2 separate regions of the Anas platyrhynchos genome follow, and region 1 is linked to region 2. The links are chromatin contacts, called in public Hi-C maps. All regions are on one chromosome and are shown on one strand. The core of a region is the stretch at or near the end of the contact, and the rest is flanking DNA. Distances in the headings are between cores, read along the strand shown. Region 1 holds the start of OGFOD1 (2-oxoglutarate and iron dependent oxygenase domain containing 1). Region 2 holds the start of TMEM170A (transmembrane protein 170A).

Region 1 (5,380 bases), core at 2,112-4,611, 140 kb before region 2:
CAGAAATCAAAGAAAAGGTTGTAAGTATCAACTGTAGTTGTTCTAATCTCAAAAGCAGCCCTTAGTGAAGCATACAGAAGCATAAAAATCAAGTGGGGAACCACCCTGAATTTAATGCAAGATTAATGAAAGAATAAAAGGACATTTACATCACAAGTTTTTCTGAAAAATGGTCAGTCCAGCCTACTTAGTCCACACACACATTCCACATCAAAATGTCTAAAAAGCACCTGGATACCAAGTTAGATTTTTCCCCCTCACTTGAGAGCAAACACCGCAAGCGTTAAGAACATCCACTGCGTGTGTTACTGGTTATAACTCAAGTCCAGTCCACCCAGTTTAAAACAAGAAAACAAGCTTCACCACCACAATCGTATGATCCAAACTAAAATTTCACTCCAGTAGCGATAACTATTAAACTAACTGATACGTTTTTCCTCACACATTCAAATGCCTTTCTTATTGCCTCCAGCCTACCCAGCAGTTTTGTAAACGGATCCTGTTCCGTGTTTATCAGGGTTTATGTCCTGAGCTTCACTTTACCATTTCTGCAGCCATCCCATAGGGGTATTTAAGCATAACAGCTTTCCTAACAGTGTGAGAACAAAAGGCTGTCTCTGATAAGAGCGTTAAACAGGGCTGCTGATGCACTGTAACTAAGATTTCCAGCTGGTCCAAACCCAAAGTGACCCCGCTCATTAGTCAAACACACATATTTCAGAAGAAAACTTCTTCATCCATAAAACCTTTTCCCAGATTATGTCCTCACAACAAATGAATCCCCTTCAGAACTCCTAACAGAGCCGGCCACATTTTAGCTTCTAATAAGCACATTTAGAGGTCTGGGATGTTAAGGTTTGATTAGGAAGGTCGGTACAATAAGCAGAGACTTACAGCTTGAAGAAAGTCGTCCCCAGCTGCAGTAACAGCACATGGGGCAGTCTATGCTCGTGTACGATCAGAACCCCTTCCACTGTCCGCCTCATGCCGATTTTGTCAAATTCTTCTCTCATGCGTTGAAAACGAGCTGCCACTGAGCTGTCCTTCTCATAGAGGGGCTCCTTTGTACCAAAGGTATAGTTGGTAAGAGGATACCTATAAGGAAAAGAAATAGGTTACAGCATGACAAGAAGGCTGGATTTAAATCACAAGCACGCAGAACAGTCCCTGCTTGAGCAAACGGTAACTCCGTCACTCTCATAGGGAGGTGGCAAGCTGAGTTGCAGCACCCACATGACACCAAGATCTGCTCGAGGAGATACAAGCACAGGAAGCCAGGCTGACCGGACACGATGTTACGGGGCCGATTCAGAAGCAGGCAGGGAACTCCAGACGTGCCAGCAGCCCGCTTGGACCTGCACACCGCAGACCAAAGGCAGCTGAGGCTCTGAGAGGAGATGGGAAAGGGACGGGAGAGAACTGCTGGGAAGGATGGAAGCTGCACGGGACAGCTCCCGTTTCTGCAGGAGTGATGAAGAGCCTGAGAACTGAACTGTTAGAAGAGGTTTTGCTTTGAAGGGGAAAATGAGATGCCTGGATCATGGAAGGGGAATGCTGAGCATCAAGGGCAGGGCTGGGGGCCTGGGGTAAGAAGAGCTTGAGCAGATCACGCAGGTGGCTTTGGTGTTGGACCTCTGCTTCCTCTAGGAACAACGCAGAGTACCCTGAAGGGATTTCTATAGGCAACAGGGACCAAGTAGAGAGAGAAGAATCAGAAGAAAGAAAAACTTAAGAAATTAAATAGCCCAAGAAGGCACAGAGGGCAACAGGAAAGCATTATTGTACAACTAAATGCAAGTAACAAAGAAATCACAAGCCACTTCCAGCTGCTGGAGCCGTTCTCAGGCACACAAGTGAACCAAAATTCGTTTCCTAGCTGCTGATACCTTCATGAACAAGCTTCTCCCCTGCACTTAGAACCACCTACATTTCCATTCATTTCCTTTCTTTTTGATTCCCAGAGAGCCATACTAATAACCCGCTGTGTTTCCCTGTAATACCCTATACCACGTGTGTGTGGGTACATTAGTTCCTACCTCACAACTGTTAGCTCGTGCTCTACACAAAAAGTTGGTAATAGTTTCCTACTGATTCTTCTCTTCAGAAGCACCATAAAAATACCCCAACCTTTGAAACTAACATTTAAACTTCTGCAATAAGACTCTAACTGTGAATAAACCCAGCTGTACCAAGCAATACACACTAATTTGTTTGATTAAGGGCTAACAGTGAATATGGACTACTGCAGTTCACATTTACTGCTTTGCAGCTTGACAGGCGTATTCCCCAAAGAACGCATCAGAGTTTACTCAGAGAAGGCAGCAGAAATAGATGCCTTCTCATGCAATAAAAGTACAAATAATTGCTCTAATTGCCACAGATATGAACTTTGTCAGGTAGCAACTAAAGTGAAGTTGAATTAAAACACCTGGCTCACTCAGTGGCAGCAGGGAGATCTAACCACATGCCGCTGCCCACGCTGGGTGAGCCCAACGGCAGCAGAGCCCCGCTGCTCTCCCAGGAGTCACCCTGAAAGCTGCAGGAGGGGCAGAGGGGCCACCCTTCACTCTGTGCCACCTCTCCCTGACCCCCTAGAAACATAGAACCATAGATGCATAAAGGTTGGAAGAGACCTCTAAGATCACCTGGTCCAACCACTGCTGTCCCCCACTAACCATGTCCCCAGGCACCACGTCCAATCTCTCCCTGAACACCCCCAGGCACAGTGACTCCACCACCTCCCTGGGCAACCCATCCCAACACCTGACCGCCCTTCCTGAGCAGCAATGTCTCCTCATTTCCAACCTGAACCTCCCCTGGGGCACATTGAGGCCATTCCCTCTGCTCCCATCACTGGGTACCTGTGAGAAGAGGCCGACCCCAGCTCCCCACAGCTTCACTTCAGGCAGTTGCAGAGAGCAATGAGGTCTGCCCTGAGCCTCTGCTCCTGCCTGAAAGACCCCCTTGCTGCACCCAGAGCCCCTCAGAAACCCCCAGAACCTCTCAGAAGCCCCTCAGAGCCCCTCAGCAGCCCCCCAGGGCCCCTCACAGCCTCCCCCCAACGCCGGCCGAGCGCTGTCGGGGCTCTCACAGGTTGATGGTCCTCTCGAGGGTGAGCGGCTTGGTCTGCTGGATGTACTTATTGCCGAACTGGTTGACCCCGCGGGGCCAGCCGGTCTGCGAGCGGTTGGGCGGCACCACCGACATGGCGGCGAGGGCAGCAGGCCGGCGGGAGCGCCGTCCGCCATCAACCACCCGGAAGCCGCCTCAGGAGCCGCGCTTCCGACCATAGAGACGAGGTCCTCCCGCGCGCGCGGGGGACGCTGGGAGTTGTAGTCCCCGCCTCAGCCCGGCGGCGCCATGGGGGCGAAGCGGCGCGGAGCGGCGGCGGCGGGGGGCGGCGGCGAGGAGAAGCGGGGGCGGCGGGCGGCCAGCGCCCAGCTCTGCGCTGCCCTCGGCGATGCGGCGCTGAGGGAGCGGGCGGCGGCGGCTTGGGCCCGCGGGGAGCCGCTGCGGGACGGTAGGAGCCCGGTTGTGCCCCCCCCACCCCCTTTAATCCCGGTTCCCCCCCCCCCCGCGGTCCCCTCAGCGCCGTTTGTGCCCCCTCAGAGGCGGTGTCGGTGGAGCCGGCGCCGTTCCGGCACGGGGTGCTGCCCCGCTTCCTGCGCAGCCCGGCCTTCGCGGCGGAGCTGAGCGATGAGCTGCTGGGCCTCGGCTTCACAACGCGCCGCAACGACCTCGTCTCCGTGCGGCAGGTGCGGGGGGGGGGGGGGCGGGGTTTGGGGTCAGGGGATGGGGAACGGGGGGGGTTTGGGGGCAGGGAGTGGGGATCGGGGAGGTCTGGGGTTAGGGGATGGGGAATGGGGGTGTTTGGGGTCAGGGGATGGAGAGCGGGCAGTTCTGGGGAATAGGGATGGGGACCCGGGGTGTTTGGGGTCAGGGAATGGGGAACGGGGAGGTCTGGGGTCAGGGAGTGGGGATCGGGGGAGATCTGGGGTTAGGGGATGGGGAATGGAGGTGTTTGGGGTCAGGGAGTGGGGAATGGGGGGGGCTTGGGGTCAGGGGATGGGGAGTGGGAGAGATCTGGGGTTAGGGAGTGGGGAACAGGAGGGTTCTGGGGTCAAGGGATGGGGAGTGGGAGAGATCTGGGGTCAGGGAGTGGAGAACGAGGCTGTCTGGGGTCAGGGGATGGGGATCAGGGGTGTCTGGGGTCAGGGAACGAGGAATCAGGGCATCTGGGGTGAAAGGATGGGGGTATCTGGGGTTAGTGGGGCCCAGGAAGTGGGAGCCAGGGAGCAGGGAGCGGTGGGGGAGAGTCTGGGGTGAGGGGGTCTGTGGAGCAGGGGTCGTGGGTTGGAGGGGGTCTGGGAGTGGGCTGGGGAGCAGGGGACACGGACCGGGGGGTCTGGGGATGAGGGGCTCCAGGAGCAAGGCCTGGGGCGGCTGGGGAGCAGGGACCGGGGTTTTGGGGCCCGAGGGGTGTCCAGGAGCAGGGTCCAGGAGATTCCAGCAGGACCCCAGGGGTGTCGGGGAGCAGGGCTGCCCTAACTGCTTCCCTCCTGCCCGTCCTTGGGGTGCCACAGTCCGAGGAGCTGGGGGCCCGGCCGGAGCCACACGTCGCCGCGCTGAGGTAAAGGCCTGGGGATCCTCGGGTAGGAGCCGGGGCTGGCCCCGAGCCTGCCCTACACCTCGTGCTTGGCTCCGCAGGCGAGCGCTGAGCGGAGAAGTCCGAGCGTGGCTGTCTGCCATCACCCAGATCGAGCTGGAGCCCACCATCGACATCTCCTGCGCTAAATACGAGTGTACCGGTCAGTCTGCCAGCAGCCCTGCCCCTGACGCTGCTGTGGGGGTGCAGGGAGCTGTGTTCCTGCTGAAGACCCTCCAAACCCCCATGCTAGCCCCTTATAATGCCAGGAAGGTCCAACAAACTGGCAAAAGTCACGCTCAGGGAGAAGAAACACGTGTGAGGTCCAGATTACGGAAAAGCTATCGCTGCAGTCACCTCACCTAGCCTTTTTGTCATGAAAAATGACCTCAGGCTGGGGATATTTGTACTGCTCTTAACTCAAAGGTTTTCTGCACAACCAACCATTGTCCTCTTCTTAAGAGATCTACCCCCCCTCCAGCAAAAAACCTCCTCAAAGGGCAGTGGTGCATTAAAGAATCAGACCTTGAATCACCGATTAATGTAGGAATCTGTCCACTGTACCCAGCAATAGCTGCAGAGGGTGGGTGACAAGAATTGTAACCGTGTGCGTCGTCAGAGTGGGCTAATCCATCACTTACACCAAAACCCCACAGCGTTACTCTTACTGTGCTGGTGATGCTGACAGGTGACACTACAGTTCTTGGGCAGGGCATGTTTATTCTTGTATCTGTG
Region 2 (6,011 bases), core at 894-3,393:
AAAACAGCAGGGACCCCAGCAAAGCCCTGGGGCTGGCTACTCCACGCAGCAAAAGCCTCAGGATTCAGCCCCAGCCTCCCCACGGCCCCAAAAACCACCCCCCAGAGAGCACACCTGAGTGCCCTGAGCGCACAGCACGCCTCCAGGCAAGGGGCAGATGAAGAATTAATGAAAAGCCACTTAAAGCTAAACCAGTGTGTTAGGAGGGAGTGCACCTCGGCCAGTAGGGGTTGAGGGGCATCTAAAATTATGCTTGCACGCCAGTGAAGATGTCCAATTCTCCCACACCGACGTGAGCACGTTCAGCAGGTGAAATCAGGATGAGTTCAGGAACACAGATCTCCTCCAAAGCCCGAGAAACAACCGTGCACGCTCACATGTGCCCTGGGATTGCTGCTGCGGGCAGCGGGGTGCAGCTCCCGGGCAGGACGTCCAGTGTCTGAAGAGCTTCACAGTAATAAAATTGATTAGAATCACAACTTTCACACCATTTCCCTTGCCCCGAGGCATGTTCACAGCTCTCGGCCACAAGGTTTCATTCTCAGCTATGATTTTTCCTTTTGCTGCTCCCCAACTTCACCATGAGCAAAGATAGGGCCAGAAGAAAAACAATAAAGGAAATTTCTCACTAAAAGAGCTTTTGGCTCACTGCAAACAAAGCAGCAAGAGGTCAAAGCATTAACTGAGCGCTGAAGACACCACAGCAGGCGTGGCTGCTGTTCAGTTATGCTCTGCTGCTGCCACAATTTGTCACCTGGAGAAGGTAGCTGAGCCTCCCCCAGGGAAATAAAGTTTCACTTGGCACTTAGTGTTACGAAAATGTAACAAAATTAAATCTCATCTTAATTTCTAAAGCAGACCAGGGACCCCTTTAGTGGAACATTTTAGCCAGGAAGCAGCTGGGCGTTGCTTGCAGCTGTTTGCTCCGGATCGGTGGCACAGGTTGAGCAGTGCCAGGGGGAGCTAGCCCAGCCGTTACGGTGGCACACGAGCAACAGAAGTTACAGAAAGCACGTTCTCCAGTGCACGTTTGTGGCACATAGCCCTTCAGATCAGGCTCTGCCACCAGCCTGGAGGCAGAAAGCCTTCACACGGCCTCGAGCAGGGGAGGAAGCGCACACTGAGGCACCCCTCGAGTTGCGCTCCCTTGTTACTCGATTCACAGAGCCCAGGAGTGGGGCAGGTCTTTGGAGTCCCTTCCATTTTCAAGCGCTAACATCCGAAAGAAAGCTAGAGAGTGGCTAAAATCCGTAGGAACGAAACCACCACCACACAGAACGTCTGACCCACGCCTAAAATGAGGGCTTCGAAGGGAATCATGTTTTTCCCTGCGGCTCTGTAAACTCCTGCGATGGCAGCACCTGCGGAGAGGGGGAGAAAGCAGAAAGGTTACTGCGTGGCGTGGAAAACACACGGCTGTGCCACGGGGAGGGGGCTACAGCCCAGCGGGCTGGATATGTGATAAATCTTATCCACCAGGCAACGAATGTGGCTGGCAACGGGGATTAATGGAGAAAAGCATTGGCAGAGCTCTGCCAAGCCCCCCGTGAGGTGCTGAGCTGTCTGGGGGCAGCCTCTGGCTCCAAACCACGATGAGCCAGCCCACAGACACGGCCCATTTTTTACACAGCCCCCAAACCTGGGTGTTTTTTGCCCAAAGCGGCCGGTGCCGTACTGGTGAGGATGCCGGCGGTGATGGGTCCCACGATGCCCATCAGCAGCAGGCCCAGCGACATGAAGCGGCCGTACTTGTGGCGCCGCAGCGTGAAGAGGGCGAGCAGGGCGGCGGGGACGTGGAAGGAGAGCGAGGAGACGAGCGCCCAGAGGAACACCCCGTACCACATCTCTGCGGGGGGACGGCGCGTCATGGCGGGGCCGGGCAGGCCCGGGCTAGGCCCGAGGTAGGCCCAGCGGCCTCCAGCGGCCCCCCGGGAAGGCCGGGCCCGGCTCCCAGCCCCGTTCTCGGTTGTGTCCGTACCTGAGAAGGCCGCCAGCGGGTTGGAGTAGGCGGCGGTGCCGTTACCGGAGCGCGGCACCAAGCGCAGGCTGAGGATCTGCTGCAGCAGCCCGCCGCTCGCCTCGCCGCCCTCCATCGCTTCACCAGCCCCTCCCTCCTCCCCCCGCCTCGACCAATAGGAGAGCGCAGCGCGCTGACAGGCACCTCCATCCACCAACCAGCACCGCGCTGCCATGGCAACGGCTGCGGGGCGCCACCCGGAAGCGGAGGGGCTGCGGGCCGGGCTTCCCTCCAGGGCGGACAGCGGGGTCCTCCCCTCTAGGGGGCGCTGGAGGGCGGCGGCGGCGGCGGGGGCGGCGCTCTGGCGGCGGCGGCGGCTCTCGGTGGTTACCGGCGGCTCCATGTCGGGCTGTGAGGAGGAGGCGTACAGCTCGGCCGAGGACGAGGACTACGTGCCCTCGGGTGAGCCTCCCGCCGGGCCGGGGCTGGTTAGGGGAGCTTAATTAATCACCGGGGAGCTTAATTAATCGCCGGGGGGCCTAACGAGCGCGGTGCGTTGCCGGTTGTGCCCGCAGGCGCGGAGTACAGCGAGGATGAGGGCGGCGAGCTGCTGGAGGAGGAGGAGGAGGCGCGGCCCCGGGCAGCCCGCGGCAGGAGCAGCCCCCGCCGGCCCGCAGCCAGGTAGGGACGCGGCCGTGACGGGGAATTCACCGAAATTTGGCTTGTTTTTGGCGCTGTGCGGTGCTCCGCGAGGGTTTGTGGTTGGAAGGATGCTCGGTGAGGAGAAATGCCTCGTTTTGGTGCGTGTTATGGCTCGGGGCTGGGGGTTAAAAGGGTGGGAAGCCTCGGGACCCTCACCAGGGGCTGATTAGATCCGTTAATAATGCCCTTAATTAAGCAGTTTTTCATCTGGGCATCCTAAAACCATACATATAAGGCATATTTAAGGCCTCCTCACCTGGAGGTTCCTCCACGATCCACCTGTATGCCCACACTGTATGCCCCCCTATAAGCCCCATTTAGGGCTTCTCACCACGTTTTCCACCTAATTACTGTCATTTCTGATCAGGGCAGGCCTGTAATTAACCAGCTCACCCCCTCCGAGGTTAGGGGAAGCCTCCCAGGGTGCTGTAGCCAGAATACGGGGCGTCTGTATTGTTTTGCCCAACTAAGTTTGGTGTCTGGGGTGGTGCTGCAGGGTCTCAGTGCGGTTTTTTGGGTGTCTGCTTCCAGGAAGAGGAAGAAAGGAGGCCTCGTGCTAGAGCCCGATGAGAAAGAGGAAGGCAAGGCTCAGGAAAGTGAAGAGGAGGAGGTGGACGACTTGAAGCAGGCAGAAAAAGACAGGGAAGAAGAAGAGAAAAAGAAAGAGGACGCGCTTTGGGCCAGCTTCCTTAGCGATGTGGGACAGAAGCCCAAAGCAGCGGTGGCCACGCAAGCTGACAAGGTACCGGGGCCTTCACCGAGGGGATGTGTTATAAATGGCATTCCTCACAGATGTGTGTGGGAAGGGGCTGAAGTTGGGAAGTGCTGGTTCTGGCTGGTGGAGGGGATGGATTTGCTCCTGCCCCATCCATCTTATAAGTCTGGAGCCCCACCATGGGCAAAACATATGCAGCTGGTGGTCTTCCAGACAGGGAGGTCTACAGTCTGATGGCGCTGATTTTTTTGGAGATGCTCATAAGCATCCTGGAGTGTCCCATGGAGCCCTGGTGGCTTCCCTTCCTGTTGTTGGGTCCCCTTGTGAAGTAGAAACAGTGAGGCCTGGTCTGAGTTACCTTGTGTGTACAACTCTCCCCCGTGGCTTCTTGAGCCTCTCCCGCTGCTCCAAAGCTAGGGAGACAGAGGAGAGGCACCACTGCCCCTCTCTTGCTACGATTGATCCCTTTTTTAGGGGATTGGCCAAAATAATCTCTTATAACTATAATCTTGACTCTTGAACGAGTGACGTGTGAGGAGAACAGTTCTCATTGTGTGACGCTTCTTTCTCTAACCACTGGAAAGCTGGAGAACAGCGTAGCTGCATAAGCTTGCAACTTTCAGAAGAGCCTTTCTCTCTGAAGCCTCACGCTTCTCTCCACCTCAGTTGATCCTGGTTGAGCAGCTGAGGTGGCTGTAGGTAGGCAAGAGAGAAGGAGAGAGGAAAAGTTCTCTTCTGAGCAGTTCTAGTTTTACGCGTGGATCACTAGAACACGTGTGGTCATTAAAAGTTCCCCTGCGGTCTGGAATAATTTATGGAGATGCAATTCCTCTGCTCTTCTTGTGAACTTCTTAATTTGGACTTGTTTTCTGAAGCTGTCCTCAGTGTGTGGTTGATTTTGAGCACGAATTCAAGTTTTTGCATTGATTATGTGCATGGTCTGAGGATTTTCACGTATAACATTAAAAGATCTAATTGTTACTGTGTGAATAAAGAGGCAGTGTAGACAGATAGCTTAAGAAAGCTATTTTCCTCTCAACATCGTTGACAAATGGCCTGGTATCTTCAGGGTTCTCTGTGAAGATCAGCCTTGCATTTGCTACCGATGGGTCTCATATATTCCTGGGCAAAACCGAATGTATTTCTGTTTAATCCACCCTGGCAGCTTTGCTTTTTGGCTGTGCTTGATTTGGGAAAACTGAATTCTTCAGAGTTGTGCTTGCTTTCTGAAGTGCAGCAATATATTCTTGTCAGTTCCTATATTTAATTACAGTTTCACTTCTCATTTTGGGTCTGTTCTAAATCTTGACTTCCAATGAGAGTCTGGGAAGGAGACAGGGAGTTTCCTTCTAGCAGCAGGGATTCTTTTGCTTCTTCTTGTCTGTGGGTGACGTGCTTTGACCAGCCAGACTGAACTGTGGTGCTGCCTGAGGGTCCTTGGTGCTGTCTTGGGCCCTTGGCCACTCGGAACAGTGACTTGGTTTGGCTGCACGAATGCATTGCTTTGCTTTCTCCTTCCTGTATTCACAGGCTGAAGAAGAGAAGAATGTGAAGAAGCTTCAGGAGAAACCAAAAGACTCCGAGAAGCCAAAAGATTCAGGAAAAGTGACAATCACCAAAGTGTTTGACTTTGCTGGTGAGGAAGTCAGGTGAGTTGGCAGCTCTGTGCAGAGCAGGTGTCCTTCTGCTGCCGGCAGGCTGGGGGTGCGTGGTGTATCCTCTCCTTGTCCCTTTATGCTTCTAATCCTGAGCACAGAAGGCCAGGATTCTTCTACCTGAGGGCTGCATCTTTAGATGTAGACTTCAGCCTTCACATTGTACCTTCAGAACATTCCTTTTTAAATGGTGACACTGCCACTGAGGGTTGAGACAAGGAGAGAATCGAATGTGGCCATGCAGGCATGACAGCTGTGCATTTTATTCCTTCAGTCTAGTCCAAACCCAGTGCCGAGGGCAGGATATCTGCTGGCATGTTCCCTGGCGTTGTGCACAATCCAGTACAAAGATCTGCAGATAGTAAGAGGTGTTTTGCTGAACTAATAGCTAACCTCTTCTCTGAAAGAGCTGTAGTGATGGTGATGGGCTAAGTGAAATCATCAAATTCACCTTTGGCTTGCGGGAGGTTACATGGGATGAGCTACAAAAAGGGGCAGGCAACTGAGGTGTAAAGGTTCCAGACCAAAACCATGGGGCCCTTTGAAATCTTGCTTTGTCAGATGAGAATTTCGCCTGTGTTTTGTGTGACAGCAGAGGGCAGCAGTTCCCAGCAGTAACACCCGAGCTGCCCGGATCTGGAGGAGGAAGCTGGGAGCTGGGGTTTCCATTGCTCTTGCTTTTCATGTCAGCAGTGCTGCCTGAAAAATCTGAGGGGAGCCATGAGTCATAGTGGTGCCTTTCCCATTTCCCTGCACGATCTGGACTGTAGGAATACCCTTCATTCCCGATGAAATACAGAATTGTACCACTGCAGCTCTTCTGTGAGAGTTATCATCCCCTTTTTGCACAGGGGAGATGAAATTTTTCCCATGGACACATAGAAATCTGTAGCACGATTACAGACATTTTGTTTCCTGATGCACGGTCCTCTCAGCAGCCAGCTCGTTGTTTGTCCCTGCTTTTTCTGAGGTGTGGAAAAAG

Evidence for each region. A called contact is a pair of places that touch in the nucleus more often than the background predicts.
Region 1: a contact with region 2 is called in a Hi-C map of liver, with 2.1 times the contacts expected there. The contact joins the promoter of OGFOD1 here to the promoter of TMEM170A in region 2. A contact is called at or near these places in 3 of 8 Hi-C or Micro-C datasets (liver, skeletal muscle and subcutaneous adipose tissue).

What each region holds. Positions count from the first base shown.
Region 1 is chr12:13,211,992-13,217,371 of IASCAAS_PekinDuck_T2T, reverse strand. It overlaps OGFOD1 (2-oxoglutarate and iron dependent oxygenase domain containing 1), which reads left to right and starts at 3,361. Exons shown (of 13, transcript XM_027466648.3): 1 at 3,361-3,520; 2 at 3,610-3,755; 3 at 4,584-4,630; 4 at 4,708-4,808. The coding sequence starts at 3,361. It overlaps NUDT21 (nudix hydrolase 21), which reads right to left and starts at 3,301. Exons shown (of 7, transcript XM_027466649.3): 1 at 3,092-3,301; 2 at 895-1,095. The coding sequence starts at 3,207.
Region 2 is chr12:13,072,879-13,078,889 of IASCAAS_PekinDuck_T2T, reverse strand. TMEM170A (transmembrane protein 170A) reads right to left here and starts at 2,143. Exons shown (of 3, transcript XM_027465749.3): 1 at 1,979-2,143; 2 at 1,640-1,846; 3 at 1-1,361. The coding sequence starts at 2,093. The coding sequence ends at 1,231. It overlaps CFDP1 (craniofacial development protein 1), which reads left to right and starts at 2,261. Exons shown (of 7, transcript XM_027465748.3): 1 at 2,261-2,419; 2 at 2,533-2,638; 3 at 3,191-3,401; 4 at 4,905-5,023. The coding sequence starts at 2,359.